Linked DNA regions of Mus musculus: regions 1 and 2 are each linked to region 3. Evidence: chromatin contacts called from public HiChIP or PLAC-seq data. All regions are on one chromosome and are shown on one strand. The core of a region is the stretch at or near the end of the contact, and the rest is flanking DNA. Distances in the headings are between cores, read along the strand shown. Region 1 overlaps Blnk (B cell linker). Region 2 overlaps Cc2d2b (coiled-coil and C2 domain containing 2B). Region 3 holds the start of Zfp518a (zinc finger protein 518A).

The links. HiChIP or PLAC-seq counts read pairs in DNA pulled down with a chosen protein or histone mark.
Region 1: an H3K4me3 HiChIP or PLAC-seq map of bone marrow-derived macrophages shows a contact between it and region 3, with 2.1 times the contacts expected there. The contact joins the enhancer-like site here to the promoter of Zfp518a in region 3. A contact is called at or near these places in 1 of 15 datasets of contacts at CTCF or cohesin (the NIH/3T3 cell line), 3 of 484 Hi-C or Micro-C datasets (the G1E-ER4 cell line and embryonic stem cells), 7 of 115 datasets of contacts at active chromatin or transcription factors (CD8 T cells, bone marrow-derived macrophages, embryonic stem cells and 1 more) and 3 of 9 other capture datasets (adipose tissue, liver and pancreatic islet).
Region 2: a contact with region 3 is called in an H3K27ac HiChIP or PLAC-seq map of the HPC-7 cell line, with 5 times the contacts expected there. The contact joins the enhancer-like site here to the promoter of Zfp518a in region 3. A contact is called at or near these places in 13 of 39 promoter capture datasets (the 3T3-L1 cell line, 3T3-L1-derived adipocytes, the C10 cell line and 8 more), 16 of 484 Hi-C or Micro-C datasets (CD4 T cells, CD8 T cells, LSK cells and 8 more), 6 of 115 datasets of contacts at active chromatin or transcription factors (the 230-238 cell line, the HPC-7 cell line, bone marrow-derived macrophages and 2 more) and 3 of 9 other capture datasets (adipose tissue, liver and pancreatic islet).

The regions. Positions count from the first base shown.
Region 1 is chr19:40,961,456-40,965,391 of GRCm38.p6, reverse strand. It overlaps Blnk (B cell linker), which reads left to right. Exons shown (of 17, transcript NM_008528.5): 4 at 1,109-1,149; 5 at 2,891-3,047. Among named protein-coding and RNA genes, the nearest start is that of Blnk, 31 kb to the left of the region's middle. Within about 2 kb of position 2,266, at least 45 of the 459 cell types and tissues checked have an H3K27ac peak or open chromatin away from gene starts, as enhancers often do. A contact at or near this core is called in bone marrow-derived macrophages, where this site is marked.
Region 2 is chr19:40,811,725-40,815,594 of GRCm38.p6, reverse strand. It overlaps Cc2d2b (coiled-coil and C2 domain containing 2B), which reads right to left. Exons shown (of 35, transcript NM_001376940.1): 30 at 2,266-2,379. Among named protein-coding and RNA genes, the nearest start is that of Gm33482, 4.6 kb to the left of the region's middle. Within about 2 kb of position 2,239, at least 45 of the 459 cell types and tissues checked have an H3K27ac peak or open chromatin away from gene starts, as enhancers often do. A contact at or near this core is called in the HPC-7 cell line, LSK cells, hematopoietic stem and progenitor cells and 1 more, where this site is marked.
Region 3 is chr19:40,893,087-40,896,950 of GRCm38.p6, reverse strand. Zfp518a (zinc finger protein 518A) reads right to left here and starts at 2,246. Exons shown (of 5, transcript NM_028319.1): 1 at 2,161-2,246. It overlaps Mir8092 (microRNA 8092), which reads right to left and starts at 2,248; the gene lies at 2,162-2,248.

The sequences.
Region 1 (3,936 bases), core at 1,017-3,516, 68 kb before region 3:
CCCAAAGCTTCTCAATCCAGGGACTCTCCAGGGACTTCAAAAGAAAATTACCTAAATAGACAGACAGACAGACAGACAGACAGACAGGCAGACCTATAAGCCAAATCCAAAACCTCTCCAAGTTGCTTTTGGTTATTGTATGCAAGGAGACACAGTAAAGAAACTGCCAACATGACTGTTCCAGGGTATGATTAGGGGAAAAGTCTTATTGTGCATAAGAGGAAGAAAATATACAGGGGCATCTGGAAGAGTCCAGAGTGGGGGAGGGAGCAGACTGCACATGGCCTGGGCTATCTGCAAGAGAAGGGGAAGAGCTAGAGAAGAGAGAATAGTACACAGACGGGTGGGGGTAGAGAGAGAATAGTGCACAAGGAGGGGTAGTAATAAAGAGAGCAGTGATCTGAGGTGAGAAGGAGGCCACGATATATGATACACACACACACACACACACACACACACACACACACACACACACACATATGAAACAAGTAATTGGGAACAAGGATTGTGGAAATCTGGGGGTTAGTCTGGGCCTGCAGCCACAGGTGCATGTCAGTAGAGAGCCATTGTCCCTTCTGCCAGAGGTAAGGAAAAAAGTTTCCATTTTAGCAAATGTGAACCAGTTTTACAAGTTCCTAAGAATTCCTGGCTCTTATCTAACCACCAGAAATCCCCCCTAGAGTCCAGATTGAGCTGGGCCTAGACTCAGTTTTGGACTGAGCCAGTGGGCCTACCCTTTGGGAGGGGGGTGGGGTGCCTTTTGGACCTGACAGTTATGGACTTTATCAAAGCAAAAAAAAAAAAAAAAAAATGGGCAAATGTCCAGAAATGTCCCTTGACAAAGGCAGGCCTAGGTAAAGGGCCCCACTGTTCTGCTCCTGCGGGACTTATCTTTTGTGCTTTAGGTTAAGCTTTCTGAGAAAGAGATGAAAAAAAATGACAATATGGCTGTAATTACTGTTCAAGGCCCACAGAAAAGCAGCCAGTTTTGGCGCCCGTGGGCAGTCAGCTCAGGGGGCTAAGGACAGACAGTACATGTGCCTGTGGGTCAGCCAGAGCTGGCCAGCTGGATTCATGCTTTTTGCTCTGTGTCCCTCTCCTGTTACAGACAGCCCTGCAGATGAAGAGGAGCAGTGGTCAGATGACTTCGTGAGTGTTTGCTCCTGGGATCAGGAGGGTACCAGCCTTTCGAGGAGACCTCTTCAATGGCTTCTTTCTGAACCACACTCTGAAGGCTAGCTGAGCAACACGGGGATGGGGGGTGGGTCTCAGAAGGGCTGAAGAGCCTCCTCTTGGTAGGTGGCAGTGACCTCGCTGAGAGCTCACTTGACCCAGTGCTCATCAAAAGTCAGGCTGAACGCTTTTACATATAACCTTTCTCTATTCTACCATGGCCCTGGGAGGTAGATAGATTACCCCATTCTTTGAGCTCACAGACTCACAAAACCAGAAGTAACACATGCATTTAAATACTCTGTACTAATAGGCATACTTCTGACCTAAGCTGCCCAGTGCTCTCTTACTCTCTGACACCAGGCAGGAGAGCCGCCAAAACAAAGAGTTAACGCCAGAGCTGGTACTCACATCTAATCTCAGTACTTGGGAGGCTGAGGCAGGAAGACTTGAGAGTTTAAGGCCAGTCTGGGTTACTTGGAGTGTTTGAGGCCAGGCTACTAAGCAAGCAAAACTCTATTTTCTAACAGAGTTCTGGCTAGAACCAGAAAGGAGCATTTCATTAACTTAGAGTTTCCAAACTCAAACCTGGGTCTCAGAACCAGGCTGTCAGCTACCAGGGTACCTGTTAGGACCAAAAGAACATCAGCTGTGCTTCCTAGGTCACGGAGTGAGAAAGAGGGACCTAGCCATAGTGACCCTGGCAGGTCACTATGATGGGAGCTGAGTCTAAAGTTTTCTTCAACATTGTTGTATCCATCCACAATGTACCTTCCACAATGTGCTCTGATCTGAGTTTCGATCTGTGAGGAACCCTAAACACACCCCCACCTCATTTATAAGGAAGCGGAGGTCAGGAGGACAGACTGACATTTCCACTGTCCCTCACGGGGACGACGCAGAATGAAGACTTCCAGGCCAGTGTCTAGAATCGAATCTGTGTTCACCACCTGGATGTGGTCTTTAGGACAGCAGTTCCTCCTCCTTCAACCGCAGAAAAAGAAAAGAAAAATAAGGGGAAGGGTGATCTCATTGCGGGTCACTGGGGCATGAAGTTCCCCCTAGAACCCAGTGTAGCGGAAACCAGAGTGTCGGGGGTGCGCCCCCTGCTGGCTTCAGCGCAAGATCACATCTGCGGCTGGGAGGGAGAAGACAGCTTGCTGGCTGAATTAAGAATTTGAAAGACAGCAAAGGATAGGTATATGGGAGGGTTTGAAGAGAGAAGGGGGAGGGGAAACGGTCTAATTATATTATAATCTCAAGAAATAAAAGAAGTAATCTTTACAGAGAAGGTATAGGTCGAGGAGTACAAAGTAAAAATTAACCCGGAGAATAGGGATCGACCTACCCTGAAGTTAAACAGCCAAGATTAACAAGGATTGGTTAAATTCCCCTAGCGGTTATTTTTACTTTGGTGGGTCTCCGCTGCAGATAGTATGAAACACAGGCTTGTTCCTAAAGCCTTTATGCCCGACAGAGGAACCCCGTTATAACATCCCAACAGAAAGGAGACAAGTGTCTGTCTCTGCACTGGAAAGTCCTGTGTGATCATGGCAGGAGCTGGGTGAAGCAGGCAGAAACAGACAGTCTCCATCAGTCTCCATCAACCTCCACTTCCTGTCCTCTGCCTCCGCTGGAACCCCTCCTGCCTCCTAAGGTGGGATCCGCTCACTAGACAGCACCTGCAGGGTACCAAGCACGATGCTTACATTTGCAGGACAGTGACTATGAAAATCCAGATGAACATTCGGACTCCGAGATGTATGTGATGCCTGCCGAGGAGACGGGCGACGATTCCTATGAACCGCCTCCCGCTGAGCAGCAGACACGGGTGGTCCATCCAGCCCTGCCCTTCACGAGGGGCGAGTATGTAGGTGAGGTCGCTGTGGACGCTGGGACCACAGGATGGGGGAGATGGGCAAACAGCTGCTGCCTGAGGGTCCCCTGTCTGTCTCCACTCTCCCTTCGGAGCAGCAGTACAGGAGCAGGCAGGTGCACAGTGGGGTGGGGGGGGGGGGACGGGGGGGCGGGGGAGGGAGCATTGAACAGATTATCTGAACTGATAAAAAAATGTACCCTAAGAATTGCTCTCCCCACCCCTGCCCTCATAGCCCCACAAGAAGTCAACCCAGACATTAGTCCTGTTTCTCCTAGGATTTCCTTCATCCAGGACTCTGGAGCTTCTGAGAAGCCCACATAGAATAATGGTGTCCTTCAAGGACCCAAGTGTCCACCACAAAAGCCCCCTCTTTGTTCTGGTCCAGACAGCTTTGCACACAGGCCACCTAAACTGTGGATGTCCACTAGGTAGTGTGTGTGTGTGTGTGGGGGGGGGTGGTCGGTGAGCCCTGGGCCTGCAATCAACCTCTTAGGTCAGCCGACACTGCACAATCTGGCTTTGAGGCATGCCTCTGGTGGTCCATCAAGAAGTCTAGCATGGTAGCACAGGTCTATAATCCTAGCTGGTGGGTGAGGATGAGGCGGTAGGATCCCAAGTCTGAAGGCTGGGCAATTTAACAAGACCACACCTCAAAATAAAAAGTTAAAACCCAGAACATAAACAAAGAGACAAAATCCAGGCTGTTGAGTGTTGCTCAGTGGTAGAGTTCTTACCTAGCTTGTATAAGGTCTCAGGAGGAACGGTAAAATCATTTCTGTTCTCATCATAGCAAGGGACCAGGAGATTCCCTGAAGGCAGGGATATTGAGTGTGTTCATAACCAGGGTAGTGTTTGCGTGTGTGCGGCAAGATTATCCTCACTGT
Region 2 (3,870 bases), core at 990-3,489, 81 kb after region 3:
AAAACCAAACCACTACAACAACAAAAATCAAAGTCAAGAAAGTTTCAGAAATCCTCAGACCCAGGTAGTATGATGATTTAAATAAGAGAATCTATGAGCCAGTGTCACTGTTAGAGGTTCTGTAGGGTGTACTGGTGGCAATAAGACATGTTACTCTAACAAAATCAGTATGCTATGACGGCTTTCTAACAGATACTCCTAAAGCATTGTGACTGGGCCACTTTTGTCTAATTCACACAAAAGTGCTGTAGGAACTCAACTTTGGTTAGCATATACCTGCAGACTGAATACCAGGCCGAATAAGATAAACAGTTAAGTAAGATTATTCCCTAAGGCTCCGAGGGAATCATGGAAGGAGTTTAAAATCCACTAAATTAAAACTGAGAGAAAGATTTGGAATTAGGAGGTAAAGTATACAGGAAAGCAGTCTAATGGACAAGAAGCCTGGGGCAGGGGAGCATCTTAGTGGGCAAAGACACTTACCATGGAGGGCTAGTCAGTAACATGAGCTCCATCCTGGGGACCCATGAGAAAGCCCAAGGGAAACACCACAGCATGCCCTCTGACCTCCACAGCATGCCCTCTGACCTCCACGTGTGTGCCCTGGCACATCTCCTTGCCACCCATACACACACATACATACTAATAACAATAATATTTATTTAGAAAAAGACAGTAAGTATTAGTTATGGGGCCAATGAGAAGGCTCAGCTGGTAGAAGCCTGCTGGCCTGGCCACAGGAACCTGTGTAGGCAGAAGGAGAAAGCTCTCCAGTTTTCCTATGACCACTATGTGTGTGCTGTGGCATGTGACTTGTGAAATAATAAATACAATTTTAAAAAGTTGTTTTTAAGTATTTATTTATTTTATGTATGTGGATATACTGTCGCTGTCTTCAGACACACCAGACGAGGGTATCAGATCCCATTACAGATGGTTGTGAGCCACCATGTGGTTGCTGGGAATTGAACTCAGGACCTCTGGCAGAGCAGTCAGTGCTCTTAACCGCTGAGCCATCTTTTCAGCCCCTTAAAAAGTTTTTTTTTTTTAAAATGGTTATTATTTTGCTCTACATGTATCTTCTCATAGTGTTGAGACTTTCTTAGTGGAAAAATAAATAATTCAAGTAATGATAGTAATATTTAATATTTATTGGTTATGCTAAGATTCATACTGATTTTCCCCTTTTAATTCACTCTCAGTTTTGAAGGTAGGCATGTTTATCACGCACCCTCTTTAATGAGGACTTGGAGTTTAAGGGGCTAAAGTGACAGTGAAAAGCAGAGTGACACTTTCAGCAGAGGTTAGCAGGATGGAGAGGTGAACAAAGCCTAGCCCACACCTGAGTGAAGCTGCTGACTTTAAACTCAAGCCAGTCTGGACACTGCTCAGCCCATTGCCGTCCTGTCCCTACGTCTCTACTTCTCCTGCCCAGCTGCTGGCTTTAAACCCAAGCCAGTCTGGACACTGTTTGGCCCATTGTTGTCCTTGTCCCGATGTCTCTACATCTCTGGCTCAGAGTGCTTGCTCTTCATTTCTGTGTCTCCCGTTTCACCTCATCCACCAACTGAGGTGGAACCTGCCTGCTGTGGATTTTCTCTGTGGATCAAGTAAGAGTTATTTATTGAGATCTTATTAGTGCCACCTACTAGCACTTACAACCAGGGTAGTGGATCAAAGGGGACATTAACAAATTTGACAAATAATAAGCTATGGCAAGGGATCTTGGGAAATAAATCATATCATAGTAATAAACAAACAAAAAAACAAATAAGCAAAAGGTAAGACTGGAAATGCCGAAACGTGGCCAGATATCCACGTCAGGCCGGAATATATTCAGAAGTGTAATGTAAAGTGTTAAATCCTGGAGAAGCAGAGAAGACATCGTTAGAGAGTTAGCTCAAGCCTTACAGTGTAGTTTCTGAAACCGGACGGTGGTGGTGGATGAGAACAGCCACAGAGCCAGGCACGCCCGGGATGCCGCATGACCCCTTATCTCATTCACTGCACATTTGCCACAGACAGCTGCTGGGGTGTGAGGTGGTTTTATATTCCCGGAGGCCACGCCAAGAGCCCCATTTTACAAGAAGAAAAGTAGAAACTGTTCTTTGCACTGTAGAAATGTTGGTGTGCCAGCATTACCCTCAGGTCACAAATGCTTGCCCTTGAAGCTCTCGGGTGAGCGGGTGAGCGGGTGAGCGGGAAGTCTCCCAGACTGGCGGCTTAAGTGTGGTTGAGTTTCTTTCACACTTTCCCGGCACTTACTTCTAGTACTGAGGTTCCCAGGGTCACCAATGCCTTCTTCCCGAAGTACAGAAAGAAATTACAGAGAAGTATGGCATGCTCTTCTTTATTTCCAATGGCCAAACTAATGCAGCACTGGGCAAAAGGAAAAAAAAAAAAAGGAACAAAAAATAATACAATGTATTTTAAAAGGAGGAGGAAGAGAGGAAGAGGAGGAGAGAGGAAAGAGAAAGTTGAGTCCAGTAAACAAGGCATTTAGAGCCGTGAAGTCCAGCTTCCACTTTATCAGGCTGTTACTACAAAAGCAAAGCAGAAAGCTCTGACTTTGATAAGGAGTAAGAAGAAGAGAATATTAACTTGGGACACCGGGCCACTCAGATAATGGGATAGGTGATACGGATACTGTACAGAGTGGCAGGACAATTTATATCCCAGACAAGGCATTTCTTGCAAGGCAGATATACTGCCCTGAGCTTCCAAGGGTGCATTCTGGATAAATAATCACACAAGGATCTGGGAGAGTGATAATTGGGGCCTTGGAGCTACAGTCTGTCCTGTACCAATACAGTGTTTGATTCAAAGAAAGGAAGAGATATAAGTCAAATGATGCTCAATCAAGAAGCATAATAGAAACTTCTTACCCTAAAGAGCTAGACAGATGGGCTACAGATAAGAGATCCAACCCAGGATACTGAGCGAGCGTGTATGATAAACAGGAATAGGTACAGCAGGAAAGGCAGCCTGGTGGCCTAGGCCCACGACAATGGAAGTATGTTTGTTTGGTCCTTAGACATTTTTGTGTGTGTGTGTTTTTGTCTTGTTGTTATTGTTGTTGTTTTGAGTCCCTGTCTGTTCTAGAATTCACTATGTAGACCAAGCTGGCTTCAAACTCAGAGATATTTGCCTGCCTCTGTCTTTTGGGTGCTGGGATTAAAGGCATGGGCCACTACTCCCAGCCTTGGCCCTAGAATTTTTTTAAAAGAAAACTTTTGTGTAAACCTTTAGATTTCTGACTTCTGTTGAAAAAAAGATTCTGACTTTCTATTAATAACTTTGGGCCTAAATGTTCAATTGCCAGCTGTTAAGTCTCTCAGACTATCCACACACCCAGAAGGGAGCTTACACTGGACCGAAGATTTCTGACACTTAGATAAAAGCCAGAATTTCTCTGGAACTTATGAAACTGGTTCCCTTCTACCAGGAGTCATTTCCCTTACCTCTAGCAGAAGGGACACATGGCTGCCTATGGTGCCTACCACGATATCAAAGTCCATGTTGGCCTCTGTGTTCCCTCAGTATCACAAGTGCCTCTTCACATTTCAAAGTCCATCCTAGGCCTCCTCGCCCCTCCTCTACCCTCCCTCCAGCTCATGGGCTTCCCTCCCCACAGCCATCCATCCTTCCTATATCCCAGCTATTCCCACTCTTCTCTTTGTTACACACGTTCTCTCTTTAGCTTTTGCTGTCCACTTTCTCTCTGTGTCTCCTATTACCACTAACTCTCTCTATTTCACTGCTCTCTCTCTCTCTCCCCTCCTTTCCCCTCCCCTCCCCTCCCCTCCCCTTCTCTCTTCTCTCTCTCTCTCTCTCTCTCTCTCTCTCTCTCTCTCTCATTGCTATTTTCCT
Region 3 (3,864 bases), core at 997-3,496:
ATTGATACCCAGTGATATAACTCATGTAATACAAAAGTCACATCTCCAAGAATCTAATACAATAGCATCATTTAATACAATAAAAGGAAAACTCGTTTTGCCCTATCCAAATTGCAAAAGCAGAATTAGTATTGCACCTGATTCTGAACCACTTATCTGCCCACTACAAAAGCCTACTGACAACAGTAATGCTCAAGGCTGGTATCAACATCCCATGAGAACTGCCTATGATGTGAAGCCTATAGAATTAATAGACTATACATGAGGGCAGACAACAGATAAACATTTCAAATTTTCTAAGAACCCTTTTCTCTAATTGACAAAACCCTTTTAAATAGAGCACCTGAAGAAATGCAAGATTAAAATCTTGAACTTAAAGGAAAACCAGAAAAGTAGTTAGACTGGTCAGATTAAGTGTTCTCTACAGGGCACACACAATGCTTCAATGAGAGTAAGCCCCAACACTTGCAATAAAAGTACATTAAAAGGGCATTGTAAGGTTTTGTGGGTTTTTTCACTCAAACTATATTTAGATAGAAAGTTTCTCATTTAAAATATTTCAAAATACAGCAGCTTTTGGAACCACACTATACTACTTCCAGAAAAAATATCATAAAATGTGAAGGTGGTTATGATAAAACCCTCCAGTATTTAAGTTTATTTGCTATGAGCTCACAAAGACACAGTCGCTGGAGTTGCTATCCTTTTATCTGTTCAGACATCTGACATATAATGTTTGAATTGGTAATCATAATTTGGAAAAAAAAACAGAAAAGAGTAAGGTCTACTATGCTTACCTACGCCATAGAAAGCCAACACCCCTCAAGTGCTAGTACGAATTGCCCCTTTTGACTTTCTAAAGAAAAATACAGCTTTGTTGAAGGATAATTAACAGATCTGCAGCTATAACTTTAAAAATGTTAGGGAATTTCAGCAAGTCTCTCTATTCATTCTGACCATACAAACTTTAGAGCACACTCAAATCAGACCTGTTTTGCTGGGAAAAAAAGCAATTCAATTATTATTAGTAAAATGTGCCTTAAGAAAACCAGACTTTCAAATTAACCACGCTGTGAGTTGTTTTTACATTACATCCCTGAGATAATCACAGACAGTTCAACATTCTCATGAATTCCTCAAAAACTGACCCCTTTCCCCATTTTCAAGACTTTTGAAAAAAATAATTTACAAAAACTAAAATAACCCAAATTTAAACCTGAAGCGAAAACTGACCCTTAACTTTTGTTTTCTAAACTTTGAAGTTGCATCTGTTCCATTGGTCTAGATAAGAGTTAAATCACATCATCTATGCATTCAGACCCAATACTTTTGAGTTACCAAAGCCATCTAACTCAAGATACTACCCACTTAACAAAGAGGACACCATGTTAAGAACAGATTCAAGATGGACCCTACAAGTGGGGAAAAAAAAAAAAAAAGCCCGTGACAAAGAAATCCATATGCCACTGGGTGTGGTGGTGGTGGGGGCAGTCTACAAGAGGACCACTTTCTTGCCCAACTCTGAGGGCGCGCAGTGCGTGCGCCAAGAGAGCGGGGAGTCTCTGCAAGGAAGAACCCCCAATAGCCATAGACTGGGCCCATAGTAGGGATGCCGTCGAGGCGGGCCCGCGAACCTACAGCTCGAGGGGTGCGGACTGAGGGCTGCCCAGCCCGTCTCCACCGGGCGCGGAACCCGACGAGCGATGGCTTCGCGCGCCAAACGCCCCCGCATCGCCCCCAAAACGCCGCGCCCGATCCGCCCCTTTCCCCGGAGTTCCGCTGCCCCTCGGGCGCGCGGATGTACACTGTCGCCGCGCCGTGCGCGCGCGCCCAAGTCCTAGGCTCTGAGACCGTGGGGGAGTTCTTAGGGACAAACTTACAACCAGCCCAAGCCGAGACGACAATGACCAGCCCTAAGAGCTAGCAAGAGCCCCGGGTTAGAAACCAAGGACTTCTCTAGAAAACTTTGCGGCAAGTTGGCCGGAAGCGCTGAATGGACGGGACTATTTAACATGAGCTTCCTAGCGCAAGAGGCGGATCCCCCCCAAGACCATTTGGGGGGAACCCTAGCACCCCACGATTTCGCCCTTGGCCCCTTGCCGTCTCTCTGTGCGTCCCGACATCCTAACTGGTCTTGGCGGCTCCGCACACAGGGAATACCTGCCGTGGTCCCCATTGCCTGCGAGTCCCAGATGGCGGCCATTACCCCTCCATCCGGGTACTGCCGGAAAGCCGAGCGCCGCGCTGCCGGCAGCGCACGCTGCGGCGGAGGGATCCGCGCTGCACCTGAGGCGAGCGGAAGGGAACGGCGGCCGGAAGGGCCCCCGCCTCAGCCTCCCGAGAGTAGGCCATGGCGCTGAGTCCACGGCTGACCTCGTCATACGGCGCCTCCCTGCGTCCCGCCTCACCGCCCCCCGTCTACTCACCAGCCGCGGGGATCCTACTGCGGGGGGAAGAACGGGGAAAATGGCTACCGTCCTTTCCCAAGTAGACACCAGAAGCAGGAACTGGTGTGCTTGGCAAGCCTTGGTTGACAGGAAATGGCCTCAACCCAGAGGTTTTAGGCAGCCCCCATCTTAGCAAATGGCGTGTTCCCTGTACTTACTCGGATCACGCGAGTTGTGGTATCCCTTTGACGTCCCAGTGGTTGGACGAAGCTGCTACCCAAAGCTCTGGCCCACAAGGGAGCCAACCCTGAGCTCCAGAGCAGCCCCACGCACAGGCTACCTGTGAGGGACACTCTTCTCTCCCGCCGCGACACGACCTCCTCCCACGGCACGGAGGACTCGTCTGAGCGAAGGAAGTCCTCTCAGCGAAGGAAAACCCTCGCACGCCCCTCACAGACTCAAAAATGGAATCCTTGCCCCCAAGAAAAGAATCCTTCCCCACCCCACACAAGAGTCGTACAAAGTCCAAATGTGGCTCCTCTCTTTCAGAACGTTTCAGAAGCCTACTAATCTCACTTGGTAAATAATTACCTCCCTTAAAAGAAAAAAAGGACAAAAAACACACGTGGAAGCACTGTGGAAACTGCCGCCGTCAAAAACTCGAGGCGGAGGGATATAGCAAAATATAAAAGATCGAATCTGAGAATTTTGGCTTCAACTGTGGGCCGTAGTTTTTTTTTTTGGGGGGGGGGATGCGTGGGGGCAAGGGGTAACCCAAATAACTCCTGACACGCACAAATTTTTCTTAAAACCAATTTTAAAACTGTTAAGAATTTTCCACTTTCTTAGGATATGCTTTTGAACGCATTGACCTGTGCCACACGGACTTTACCCTTTAAATTAAAAAAAAGAAAAAGAAAAAGAAAAAGAAAAAGAAAGGAATAAAACACACACGGAGAACCCTTAGTTTTGGGTGGTTTGTACAACAGTCCTCCTAGAAGCGGCAAGCTGAAATTCACACAAGAAGTACAAACATAACTATAAAAGTGAAGGTGAAATCTATTAATATCAAAAGGGCATATTTATAATCTATAATGATGTTTGCAAAATAGATTTTCTTTGGGGGGGGGCAGGGTAACAGGCCCTGAGACAGTGTAACAGAGCCCTGGCTGTCCTGGAACTCAATTTGTAGACCAGGCTGGCCTCCAGCTTACAAAGCTCTGCCTGCCTCTGTTTCCTGAGTGCTGGTAGATTTTCTCCTTAACACAATATTTTCATTGTTCCAGAAAAGAGGACACACATTGCTGAGGAGAGAAGTGGAGAAAAGCCTGTTTGTTTTTTAATAGGAAAAAAAAAAGTTGTTTTGGACTGTGAGTAGTTAGTTTTGTTATAGCTTTTATAATTTACATGACAAAAATGATGCATCATCATGTTCTGTAGTATTCTCATAAAACTTTATTTTTGCATCTATGTTCAC